Linked DNA regions of Hordeum vulgare: region 2 is linked to region 1. Evidence: chromatin contacts called from public Hi-C data. All regions are on one chromosome and are shown on one strand. Each heading gives the region's core, a stretch centred on a gene start, on an enhancer-like site or on the middle of the called end of the contact. The rest is flanking DNA. Distances are from core to core; before and after follow the strand shown.

What was found. A called contact is a pair of places that touch in the nucleus more often than the background predicts.
Region 2: a contact with region 1 is called in a Hi-C map of seedling, with 3 times the contacts expected there. The contact joins the promoter of LOC123430234 here to the promoter of LOC123426592 in region 1. A contact is called at or near these places in 2 of 6 Hi-C or Micro-C datasets (leaf and seedling).

Annotation. Positions count from the first base shown.
Region 1 is chr2H:448,012,495-448,018,923 of MorexV3_pseudomolecules_assembly, reverse strand. It overlaps LOC123426592 (pollen-specific protein C13-like), which reads left to right and starts at 2,667. Exons shown (of 2, transcript XM_045110450.1): 1 at 2,667-3,228; 2 at 3,332-3,934. The coding sequence starts at 2,901. The coding sequence ends at 3,666. LOC123426591 (probable glucuronosyltransferase Os04g0398600) reads right to left here and starts at 6,390. Exons shown (of 4, transcript XM_045110448.1): 1 at 6,053-6,390; 2 at 5,110-5,498; 3 at 4,685-4,926; 4 at 3,905-4,594. The coding sequence starts at 6,200. The coding sequence ends at 4,081.
Region 2 is chr2H:448,430,208-448,435,930 of MorexV3_pseudomolecules_assembly, reverse strand. LOC123430234 (nudix hydrolase 13, mitochondrial-like) reads right to left here and starts at 3,094. Exons shown (of 4, transcript XM_045114113.1): 1 at 2,571-3,094; 2 at 2,397-2,484; 3 at 2,223-2,306; 4 at 780-1,491. The coding sequence starts at 2,647. The coding sequence ends at 1,105.

The sequences.
Region 1 (6,429 bases), core at 1,418-3,917:
ATGCTTCTTACAAAATCTATCATCCCTATATGGCATGTCTTTACAAATTGTATTCACTCCACAAAAAATTACATGCTTATAGGAAATATTTTTATCATGACGAGTGCAATCATAATTAGCATCATGGATATTCAAAGAATAAATACTAACAATACTACTAGCATGTTCATCATTCTAGGATTTCACATTAATCATTCTGATAAATTATTCCTCTAATAATTGAGCATAATTTTCCAAACCATCCTTTTCATGAAAGACTTTATAAAGACGAAGCAAATGAGGCAACCTAAATTCCATTTATGTAGTTTTCTTTTATAAAACCAAACTAGTGAAAAAGAAGAAACAAAATGATTTAATTACAAGATATAAATATATACCTTTAGGCACTCACGTCCCTGACAACGGTGCGAGAAAAGAGCTTGACGTCTACTACACAACTTTATTCTTGTAGACTCTGTTGGGCCTCCAAGCGCACAGTTTTGTAGGACAGTAGCAATTTTCCCTCAAGTGGATGACCTAAGGTTTATCAATCCGTGGGGCGTGTAGGATGAAGATGGTCTCTCTCAAATAACCCTGCAATTAAATACAAAAAATCTCTTGTGTCCCCAACATACCCAATACAATGGCAAATTGTATAGGTGCACTAGTTCGGCGAAGAGATGGTGATACAAGTGTAGTACGGATAGTAGATATATGTTTTTGTGATCTGAAAATATAAAAACATCAAGGTAGCAAGTGTAAAAGAGCGAGAAAAATGTTGTATAAATGCTTGATAATAAGCCCTAGGGTTCATACTTTCACTAGTGCAATCACTCAACAATGCTAACATGGTAGAATCATATGATCATCCCTCAACGTGCAACAAAGAATCATTCCAAAGTTCCTATCTAGCGGAGAATAATAAGATGAAAATGGTGTAGGTAGTAGAACCACCTCAAAGTTATTCTTTCTGATCAATCTTTTGAGCTATTCAAGTGTCAAAAACAGCCCTAGATTTCATACTAGAATAACACCCATGATACATATCAATCAACCCTAATGTCACCTAGATACTCCAATGTCACCTCTCAAGTATCCGTGGGTAAATTATGCGACATGCATCAAACAATTTTAGATCTATCATATTCAATCCAACACAAAGAACTTCAAGGAACACCCCAAGATTTCTATCGGAGAACATAGCATGAAAACGTGCAACCAACCCATATGCATAGATCCCCAAGGTCACGAGAATCCGCAAGTTGATGCCATAACATATATCAAGTGAATCACTTGAATACCCCAATGACACTACGGGTATCCGCATGCAAGGCATACATGATACATCAAGTGTTCTCAAACTAAAATATTCAATCCAACATAACAATATCTTAAAGGGAAATATTCAATTCATCACAACATGGTATGAATGGAATAACATCATATGATCCAACTACATTAATAAGGCTCTTGATACATCAAGATTGTGCCATCTCAAGAACACGAGAGAGAAAGATTAAACACATAGCTACTCGTACATACCCTCGGCCCCGAGGGTGAACTATTCCCTCCTCGTCATGGCCTCCGCCAGGATGATGAAGATGGCCACTAGAGATGATTTCCCCTCTTCAGTAGGGTACTGGAAAGGCTCCAGATGGGTTTTTTATCGATATAGAAAGTTACGGCGGTGGAGCAGAAGTTCTCCCTTCATTTATGAGGGTTTTGGTATATATAGGATTTTTTTAGCATAGGAATCACGCCAAACGGAGCCACGTGGGTCCCATAAGCCATCACGACGCGATCTGGGGGGGCCACGCCCTGTTGGCTCGTGGCCCACAGGTGGCTCCCCTCCGGTGGTTATTCGCTCCAATATTGCTTATTTCCCCCACAAAAAATATAAAAAAGTTTTGGGCGATTCCGACAATTTTCATTTTCTGTAAAAAAACAACATCATGGTAATTCTGTTGAAAACAATGTTAGTCCGGGTTAGTTCTAAATAAATCATATAGTCCCTCTGTCCCTAAATTGTTGCTGTGGAGAACTACACTAGTTCTCTCCAACAACAAGTATTGTGTTACACAGGAAGTAAATTGCATCAAAATGATACAAAAGTATTGTAATCATAGTCAAACATGACATGAATATTTCATAAATTATCGATATTTTGGAGATGTATCAGCAGTGCACACCAAGAAGCCGGATGGGAAAGTTGTAGATGAAGAAAAGATATGGAACGAGGAAAAATGTGTAGGATCCGAAGTGAAAACGTATACGAAAAAGGAGCGCCTCTAATAGACCAGAAATCTATACAAAATAATAATGTCATTAGTGCTTGCTACGGTACGTCACACAAATTGTCCCAAAAATTACAAAATAGTATCCATCGATGCCACCTATAAGTAATAAAAAAGTTTCGCACTGAGAATCCTTGCTTGGGCCGGCCCATGTAGTAGGAACCTCTTATAGTGTGCTCTGGAAGAAGACACGTGCGCTTCTTTGGGTCGGCCCATGTCTGAGTAGCCTGTTTTTTGGAATTTCGCTTTTATTTTCCTTTTTCCTTTTTTCTTTTTGTTTTTTCTATTTTGTATAATTTGGGATTTCAAAAAGGTTCCGGAAATTTTTACGCTAAGATCCGCATGGATAATTTTCATGATTGTCACTTAGATGAAATTTAATTAATTTTAGCTAACCACGCCACCCTGGAAATCTTTTTTAGCAGAGCTCTGCACTCCAAGTGCATGTGTCTTTGTTCGAAAAACAAGGGTAACAATGAGACGCTTCAAAGGAAGAGGAGGGAAATTGTTTGTCTAAGAGTTTTGTGGACCATACAAACCTGAACGAAAACAAGAGTCAAATTTCCTCCTCCGTCGGGTCGACGGACGGTTGGCCTGCTCCCATCCTTCCTACATCCATGCGCAACCATGGAAACCCTCCTGCCACCTTGGTTATTAAGCGCAGGTGGTGGTGTGCAAAAACCGGTGAGTTTCTTTGCCCTCCTCTCTGCATTCACCCCCCCAGGTCATTCAGCCTCCGCCGAGGCAAAACATACACCGGAGGTAGAGGGGAAACGCGCAACAGCCATGGCCTCGCTCCGCATCCTTTCCGTGATCGCCGTGGTCGCCATCTTTGCCCTCGCCGACACCGCCGTCGCCAATGACCGCGACCTCCCCGACTACATTGTTCAGGGACGGGTCTACTGCGACACCTGCCGTGCAGGGTTCGAGACAAATGTCACCGAGTACATCAAGGGTACGCCATGGCATCTCTGACCCCTACTATTAGTCTATTACTACAGACCTCTGAACCTGTGAAGAACAGGACGTCAATGTGAGGTGATTAATTTATTGAGTAGGTGCCAAGGTGAGGCTGGAGTGCAGGCGCTTCGGCACTGACAAACTTGAACGCTCCATCGACGGCGTCACCGACGAGAGTGGCACTTACAAAATCGAGCTCAAGGACAGCCATCCGGAGGATATCTGCGAGATGGTTCTTGTCCAGAGCCCCCTCCCAAACTGCAACGAGATCCAGGCGCTCAGGAACCGCGCCGAGATAGTCCTCAGCAGGAACGTTGGCATCAGCGACAACATCCGCCTGGCCAACCCGCTCGGCTACCTCAAGGACAAGCCGCTGCCCGTCTGCCCTGACCTGCTCAAGATGTTCAACCTTACTACTGATGACGATCACTGAGCAGAGCAGGCAGACCGCCAACATGGTACCACCGACAAAGCTGCTGCACCACACCACACCAATAAATCTGTTATCTGGCATGCAAATAGCATGGTTGTATCAGCAGAGTACAGCACCAATGCATAGCTGTATCTAATGCTGCTTACAGCCTTGTGATGTACCAGATCTTGCCATCGATTCTTCTTCTGCAAGCTGTAACAAGTCTTGTCAACAAAAGTCACCATCCATCGAACCTGAATGGAACAACATCATTTCATTTCTTTCTAAATTACCGACTTTAGAAATTGCTCATCATGTTAGATAACGCCTTGGTGTAATTTACACCTGCGGCACTGTGTTTCTATTACATCACATACGAGGAAGTATGAACTATTTCTATGTGGTTTATGTGGCAAAGATGATGGAAACTCTTTCCTACCACGGTTTCAGATCTCCAACAGGTCCAGCAGTCCAGTTCAGATGCTTCCCACCGGGTGGCAAGTATACACCCTCTGGGTGTGGGAGCTTACGAGCAAGGCCATTCAAGATCTGGTGGAATGCATCTCGCGGTTGGGCTGGCTGTGGGAACAACATGGCCTGCTTCATTGATGGATTTGCGAGCAATCTTTGCTTTCTTAGAATATCCTCGATGGGCATTGATGTCAGGATTGTGTCCAACTTTGGGACATCCTTCTCCTCCACAAAAATACCAATTTCTTCCCATGGGATAGCATCAGCAAATGGCAGCACAATATCATCAGCTATGATGACTGGAATGCAGCCAAAGACAACAGCCTCAACCAACCTAGGGCTCCATGGTGCCCAGCCCAATGGGCATAGGCAGAAGACTGCACGCTGCATGTCTTCGTAGTAAGTGGCAGGGTGATCGGTGGAAATGTCAAACAGAGGATTGTTCTTGAAGTTCTCCCATAGGGAAGCTCGCGCACCTCTGCACAACAACACCACTGAAGTGAGTAAATAAATGGAACCAAACCATGAGGAAGAGTTCAAATTTGACAAATTTTAGTAACATTGATACCTTGCATAGTAACCACCCTCAGGGTCATTTCCAGTGTCATAGAACAGACCCCTAAAGTAAACGAAGATTGACCGTGGTGTGTCCGGGGGAATAAGGTGAGCCTGCATTTTCTGAGGAGGAGCAAAGGGTGGAATGATGATAGACCCCTCCTTCAGGCAAACATGATTCTCCTGTCCAAATGTCTGCACCAATGTAGCGCGTCGCAGCAATGGGAGAATGCCACGTTCAATAGCTTTTTCTTCCTGCAAATACCAGCATAACTATTACACATAAATTTTTTGAGCAAAACGTAAAACAAAAGGAATATATTCCTAATTATGACCTACTGACCTCCTTTAGTTACAAGTTGTACCAGAATAAATAATAAAATCAGGGATAAGGAAACCCTTAGTAAATATGTGAGTCTGAGGGGCTAGTGAACTCACCTGATAATGAAAGCAAGCCCCAAAGTCATGTGGGACAACAAAGAAGTGATCTGCGCCATCAGTTCGGTTCCAAAAGGGCCATTTATGCGAAATATACTGAATTGCACTCCTCATCACCCGTGGTGACTTGAATGGCAAGGGAAGACCAGCAGGAGTAAGATCACACGTGGTATAAACTGGTGTGTAGAACCAATCAGCCTCTTTGGGTTTGAGTGTACGCACAGCACTTGAGAGCAAGAAACGGTGCATGAATATTTCCGCAGCAAACATGTGATTAAGGCACCGGGGATCCTTGGTGACCATCTTCTTGTTGTATTTTCTTGGCAAGTCGTATATGAAAACCTTTAACTTTCCCACAGGATTGTCTTCTAGCACATCACCAGCACTTCCTACAAGTTAAATAATCACAAATTTAGCAAACAAATGAGCGATTTATCCAAAATTTGAAGTAATTAGGTTGTGCAACAGCAAAGCATACGGCTATCTCTACCTAAAATTGTGAGATTGTATCAAGTTTTTAAAAATACTTGAGAATAGTAAACTGAACCTTTGTGAGATTATATCAAATTTATGTAAACTACGTGCTTGAAAATGGTAAACTGAATCACAACCAATATATTTGTGTACAGCCGCATAAAAATAATCTTGGAAACAATATCTAATACGAAAGGCAGAAAAAAAAAGGCATATCAACTTAACGGAGGAGCTGAACCAGAACCAATCTGGACTCAGCAGCCCTCAAAGATGACCTAGTCCACAACACCAAGAAACAGCATAGAATCAATCACCTCCGTAGACCAGAACCAAATTAACAATCATAGTATCTCGCAGTATAAAGCATGTCAACAGGTGGAACAGGAGAGAAGAAATTCTAGTTTCTGAAAACATCTAACTTTTGAGAAGGAGGAAATAAAAAGGAAGAGATTTGGAGATATGGCCGGACCTGAGATGCGCTCGCTGTGCTGCTGAACGGCGTGGTCGGCCTCGCCGGACTCCGTAGCGGCCGCGGCGGCCGGCGCCGTCAGGACGGATGAGAGGGCCACTGCCGCAAGGAGCAGGGCCACGGGGAGCCATACCGCTTTCGATCCCATCGTGGACGGCACCGCCTTGCCGGGTCTCCGGCGCCGAGTGCCGAGCTTAATTAACAAGGAGATTGGATTCGGGAATTCGATAAAGGGGGCAGATTGGGTAGTAGAGCGAAGCAAGGAAGGATGAGTCCAAGAAGATTTTCTTAGGACAAATGGAGATTGGAGGGAGAGGAGAGAGAATGGGTCGAGTCTTTCCAGCTAAAAAGTCCGCAGTAAGCGTACAAAACCAATT
Region 2 (5,723 bases), core at 1,845-4,344, 420 kb before region 1:
TGGTTTCTTGATTGGGTCAATTTGGACGGCCCAGCCCACCAAACGCAAGTTTGTTTGGACCAGGAGGCAGGCTGACACATTCTTTTCTTGCTTCTTTACTTAAGTTTTGATGACCATAGAGGGCTAGAGTTCGTTTGTGATCACAAATTTCTCTTGTGTTTAAAAATAAATAAAAATAAGTTGCTCTTTTTAATAATTTGGTCATGTGCAACCTAGCTCTATGTCTAAACTACCTCTTCGACATTATATTGTTGCAGAGGTTGGACGTATTGGTACTACTATCTTGATATTGAGAATGATGTTTTGGCTCCCGGGAGCCATGGAGGCCGAAATATTTGAAAAATTCAAAATTCAAAATTTTAGTTTCAGAAAATCTGAAAAAATATACAACTAAACAAGGATATGATTCGTGTGCGTGTAAAATTTCAGGTCAAAATACTTTGAAACGCGATCTCTACAAAAAAAAAAATTCATGGTCTGAAATGATGAATAGTAATATGTGTTAAAATGTTTCAGATTTGTTTTTTTTTACAAAGCCCTCATTTCAACGTATTTTGTTTTGAAAATTTACACACTTGTGTATTATACCTTCATCTATCTATATATTTTTTCAGAATTTTTTGAAATATTAAAATACGAGTTTTTACTGAATTTGAAGTTTGAATTTAAAGGCCTCCAGTGAGCTCGGGAGCCAAAAGCAATATTCGCTTGATATTTCTCTTTATACAAAACATGACAAAGCATGTTGAACCACGACGAATGGTAAAAGCATTCACAAATTTTCTTGTTGCTCAGGAAATCCATTTGAGGAACGGAAGCAAACATTTACAAGACGACTTGATCAAGTGGCCCTAAGACTTGATAACATTGCAGAACAGACGGATCACTCAATGCTAGCCACTAGATCGATCATACAAGTTGGCTATCAACAGAGGCCAGGAATTGATCATACATGACGGGTGACACTCGGTAATTATGACGATAACTAATTACTGATTAGAACGAAAAGAGAACATGTTGGAAGGTCTTATGAGATGATATTTCTGGCTGCTTATTAGCTTCGCCCGCAGCCTGTCGTCAGTTCATTTGCATGCACTGCAAGGATCAGCACAGCGCCACCGCTCGATCCCCGGGGCCTGCCGGTTTCATCAGCATCATGCTTATGCACATGCCAGCGTGCTCGTTCAGCTCCGGCGCCGCAGTGCTCACGGCCACCGCCGCCGCTACAGGGATCGTCGGCGATGCAATCGAACAACGATCCAGCAATGCCGTCAGCGCCTCGCGCATCCAGTCGTACCGGCAGAGCCCGTACGCGTCTGCTGGAGAGAGCCACCGCCTTCCGTGGGTTTCTTGCTCCGGCCATTGCTTGAGCTCCTCGGTGACCTCCAGCGCGAAGACGTGGCCCTTGCAGGCGCCCCGCGGGCAGTCGCTGCTCTGGCTCAGGCTCTCTCTGCTCTTGCTCCTGAACATCCACAAGCCCAGCGGGTTTCTCTGGAGAGAAAACACGTGGTAATTGCGTATCAGAAACAGCTATAATTCATGTCAATGATGTTACATAATTATCACAAACATGTCACCAACAGGAGCTGATTGTTTCGATCGGTGTTGGACAAACAGCAGACACATCACATGCATCGTAGCAATCTGCTAGATCTCTGAATGTGTTCTTTTCTTTCATCTGTGGAGGAGCCATATATAGATGCTTGAAAATTGTTCAAGGGGACAAGGCTTCTGACGACAAGCCAGCGAAAGATGAATAAAAGAGGGCAATGATTCGGATTCACAATAATCAAGGCTCCCCGGCAGACTAGACAACTCGAAGGAGAATCGTGAAAGAATTACACCACCTCACAACGAATATGTAAAAATTTACAAAGTCAACGGCCATGTCCTTGTCTTGTCTCCTGGTTGTTATGTAAGATCCAAAAAATTCTCCACGACAGATTTTATCAAGAGAGAAAATTCCCCGGCTGGTTGCTTTCCCTATCGAACACATCATCGTGTTCGCCGCTATCTGCTTATTTTAGTATATCATCATATATAGCTCAATCGATCTCTAGAGGTTAAATCAGCTAATTACCTCACTCACAAAAAAATAAACAGCCAATTACCTAGAGGTGCAGTAAACTTGAACCGTTAGCCGTTCATGTAATCAAGATACTAGTACTACTATAGGTTGGTGATGCATGCCAAGGAATGATATGGGTGAATAGAGTAGTTACATTGATGTTGCCCCTGACTCCGGCCTCCTCCAGCGCCTCGCGACATGCCGCCTCATAGACGTCCTCATCGTCCTCCCAGCCGCCCTGAAAAAGTCAATCCATCCATCCAGCGATGAGTACGTGGATGCATGTCGCCGAGGAAATATGTGTGATGTTACTATGAGTTGGTGTTACCTTGGGGAAGACAAGATCGTCCCTGTTGGCTGTGGAGACCATAAGAACCTCGAGCTGCCCGTGTTTGTCCACGCGGTACGGGACGCACCTGCACCCGAGAGAGGAACACGGCTCGTCAGGGCAAGAAGAGCCCAGAGAATGAAAGATACAATGATCCAATGAATGGATACTCACCCGGCGACGAGGCGGTACTCGTTGTCGTAGCGCTGCCTGAGCCTGCCTTTCCTGGCGACGAGCTTCTCCGATGCCATTGCAGCGTCAGGGAAGAAGGGAAGAGCAGAAACAGAAACACAACACGGAACAGAGAGCCCAGGCGAGACTCAATCGGAACAAAGGAGGGGGGCTGGTTATGTGCGGCTCTCACAACTGGCAGTTCTTCCCGCGCAATTTAAAGGCGCGAGGAGGAAGAGGAAGAGGAGGAGGTCAACCCCCATTAACGCACCAGCACCGCCCAACCACACAACAACTAGGAAGCTAAGCTCGGTCTGATTCTTCGAAACAGAGAGGAGGGGAGAAAACTGCGAATGATTTGGGCGGGAGTAGTAAACAAAGGGAGAGGTCCGTTGAATAGCGCGGCACCTCGAGCCGGCCTATGATTGGAGATCGAGGACGCAATTACGAGGGCCGGTGCGGGTGGTGTGCGGCTCCGGTCGCTTCTTTGCTTTGCTTGCGTGATTGGGTTCGTTCCGGGAGGAGCAAACGAGCGACGGACGGAGCATTTATAAATGTGGGGGGAAGAACAAAGGAAACGCTAGTCCCAGTCCACTGGGACGGCCTTGTCTTCCACGCAGCAGCTCCTGACGTTGTCGTCGCCTCTGATGTCTGCTCAAGGGCATACCGTATAAAGTCTCACGAACTATCTTTATGGGATGGTTTATGAGACCCGTCAAAAAATGATCCGATCAGAACCGTTAAAAAAGGTCCGGCCCGTAAATTTTTTATGAACAGCCCATAAACCGTCCCCGTTACCTCCATATATGTTGGCGCCGGCGTGTTTTAGGGTTGCCGTCCCACAAATTCCCCGATCGCCTCCGCCGGAGAGCTCCTCCTTCTGATGTGGAATCTCTTCTCCTCCGGCCAAGTTTTACGGACCATTTCTCCGCCTGATCTTGTTGAAGATGGCGTGCGCGGGTTCCGGCATGGAGGCGACAAGGGTTTCAGCCGTTGCGATAGGTTCGGGTGCCGGGGGATAGGGCGGATGCGGTGTGCTCGGCGGCCGCAAGCGCAACGTAGAAGACGAAGCCAGCAGCTCCTCCCTTCGGCCTCGCATGTCGGACGGACGCAGGGAGGTGGCGCGCAAGCGTGGCGCGAAGTCCCGCAACGCCGGAGCAGGGGCTTGGGTGAACTTCGGTCGCCTCGGCGACCTCTTCGATCCGTCCATCTGATACGTCTCCAATGTATCTACTTTTTCAAACTCTTTTGCCCTTTTTTAACTCTAATTTGCATGATTTGAATGAAACTAACCCGGACTGACGTTGTTTTCAGCTGAACTGCCATGGTGTTGTTTTTATGCAGAAATAGAAGTTTTCGTAATGACCTGGAAACTTACGATGATTTTTTATGAAATATATAAAAATATCAGAGAAAGAATCAACTGAAGATACGCTACGCGTGGGCCACGAGCCATGCAGGCGCCCCCCCTAGGGCGCGCCTAGCAGGCTCGTGGGGCCCACGTGGCTCCTCCGACTTCATCTCCAACTCCATATAACCTCTCTCGCCCAGAAAAAAATAGGAGAGAAGAGTTCATCGCGTTTCACGATACGGACGGCTCCGCCCGTTCTTCCTCGGGAGGGCAGATCTGGAGTCCGTTCTGGGCTCCGGAGAGGGGAAATCGACGCCGTCGTCATCATCAACCATCCTCCATCGCCAATTTCATGATGCTCTCCATCGTTCGTGAGTAATCTTATCGTAGGTTTCTGGACGGTGATGGGTTGGATGGGATCTATCATGTAATCGAGTTAGTTTTGATGGGGTTTGATCCCTAGTATCCACTATGTTCTAAGATTGATGTTGCTACTACTTTGCTATGGTTAATGCTTGTCGCTAGGGCCCGAGTGCCATGATTTCAGATCTGAACCTATTATGTGTTCATCATTATATGTGTGTTCTTGATCCTATCTTGCAAGTTATAGTCACCTACTATTTGTTATGACCTGGCAACCCCGGAGTGACAATAACCCTAACCACTCCCGGAGATGACCATAGTATGAGGATCCCATGTATTCACCGTGTGCTAATGCTTTGTTCCGGTTCTTTATTAAAAGTAGACCTTAATATCCCTTACTTTCCATTAGGACCCTGCTGCCACGGGAGGGTAGGACAAAAGATATCATGCAAGTTCTTTTCCATAAGCACGTATGACTAAATACGGAATACATGCCTACATTACATTGACGAACTGGAGCTAGTTACATATCACCCTATGTTATAACTGGTACATGATGAATGCCATCCGACACAATTATCCATCACTGATCCAATGCCTACGATCTTTTCCTATACTGGTCCTTGCTAAGTTACTTTACCGCTACTGATGTCACCCTTGCTATACAAATTAGTACTGCTACTGTTACCGCCGCTACCGTTACTATCATATTACTTTGCTACTAAAACTTTGCTGCATATACTAAGTCTTTCAGGTGTGGTTGAATTGACAACTCAACTGCTAATACTCAAGAGTATTCTTTGGCTCCCCCTTCTGTCGAATCAATAAATTTGGGTTGAATACTCTACCCACGAAAACTGTTGCGATCCCCTATACTTGTGGGTTATCAAGACCTTTTCCTGGCGCCGTTGCCGGGGAGCATAGCTCTATTCTCTGAGTCACTTGGGATTTATATCTGTTGATCACTATGAGGAATCTGAGAGATCCAAAAACTAAAGTCTTGCCCTCAACTACGAGGACAGGTAAGGAACTGCCATCTAGCTCTGCACTTGATTCACCTTCTGTTATGAGTAAATTTGCGACACCACCACCTACTAGTAATTCTGATATGTCACCTGTGCTTGATGATGCTACATCTGCTATCCATGATGCTTATGATGATGCTGTGCTTGATAATGATATGCCACTGGGTGAATTTCTTGATGCACAAATTGCTAGAGTTACTGCTGAATGTGATGATACTTCTAAAACTGATGAAATTATTGAAGTTGAACCTGTTGTGACACCTGTTAGACCTAGCTCTCCTAGATATGAACTGCCTAATATACCTAAGGGTTATGTTATGGAGGGAGAGGTAGCTGAAGACTTTCTTGCTTGTAAGGATAGCTATGATCTTGAGAATTTATTACGCAAGTGGAAAGAAAAATCTCTGAATGCTAGAA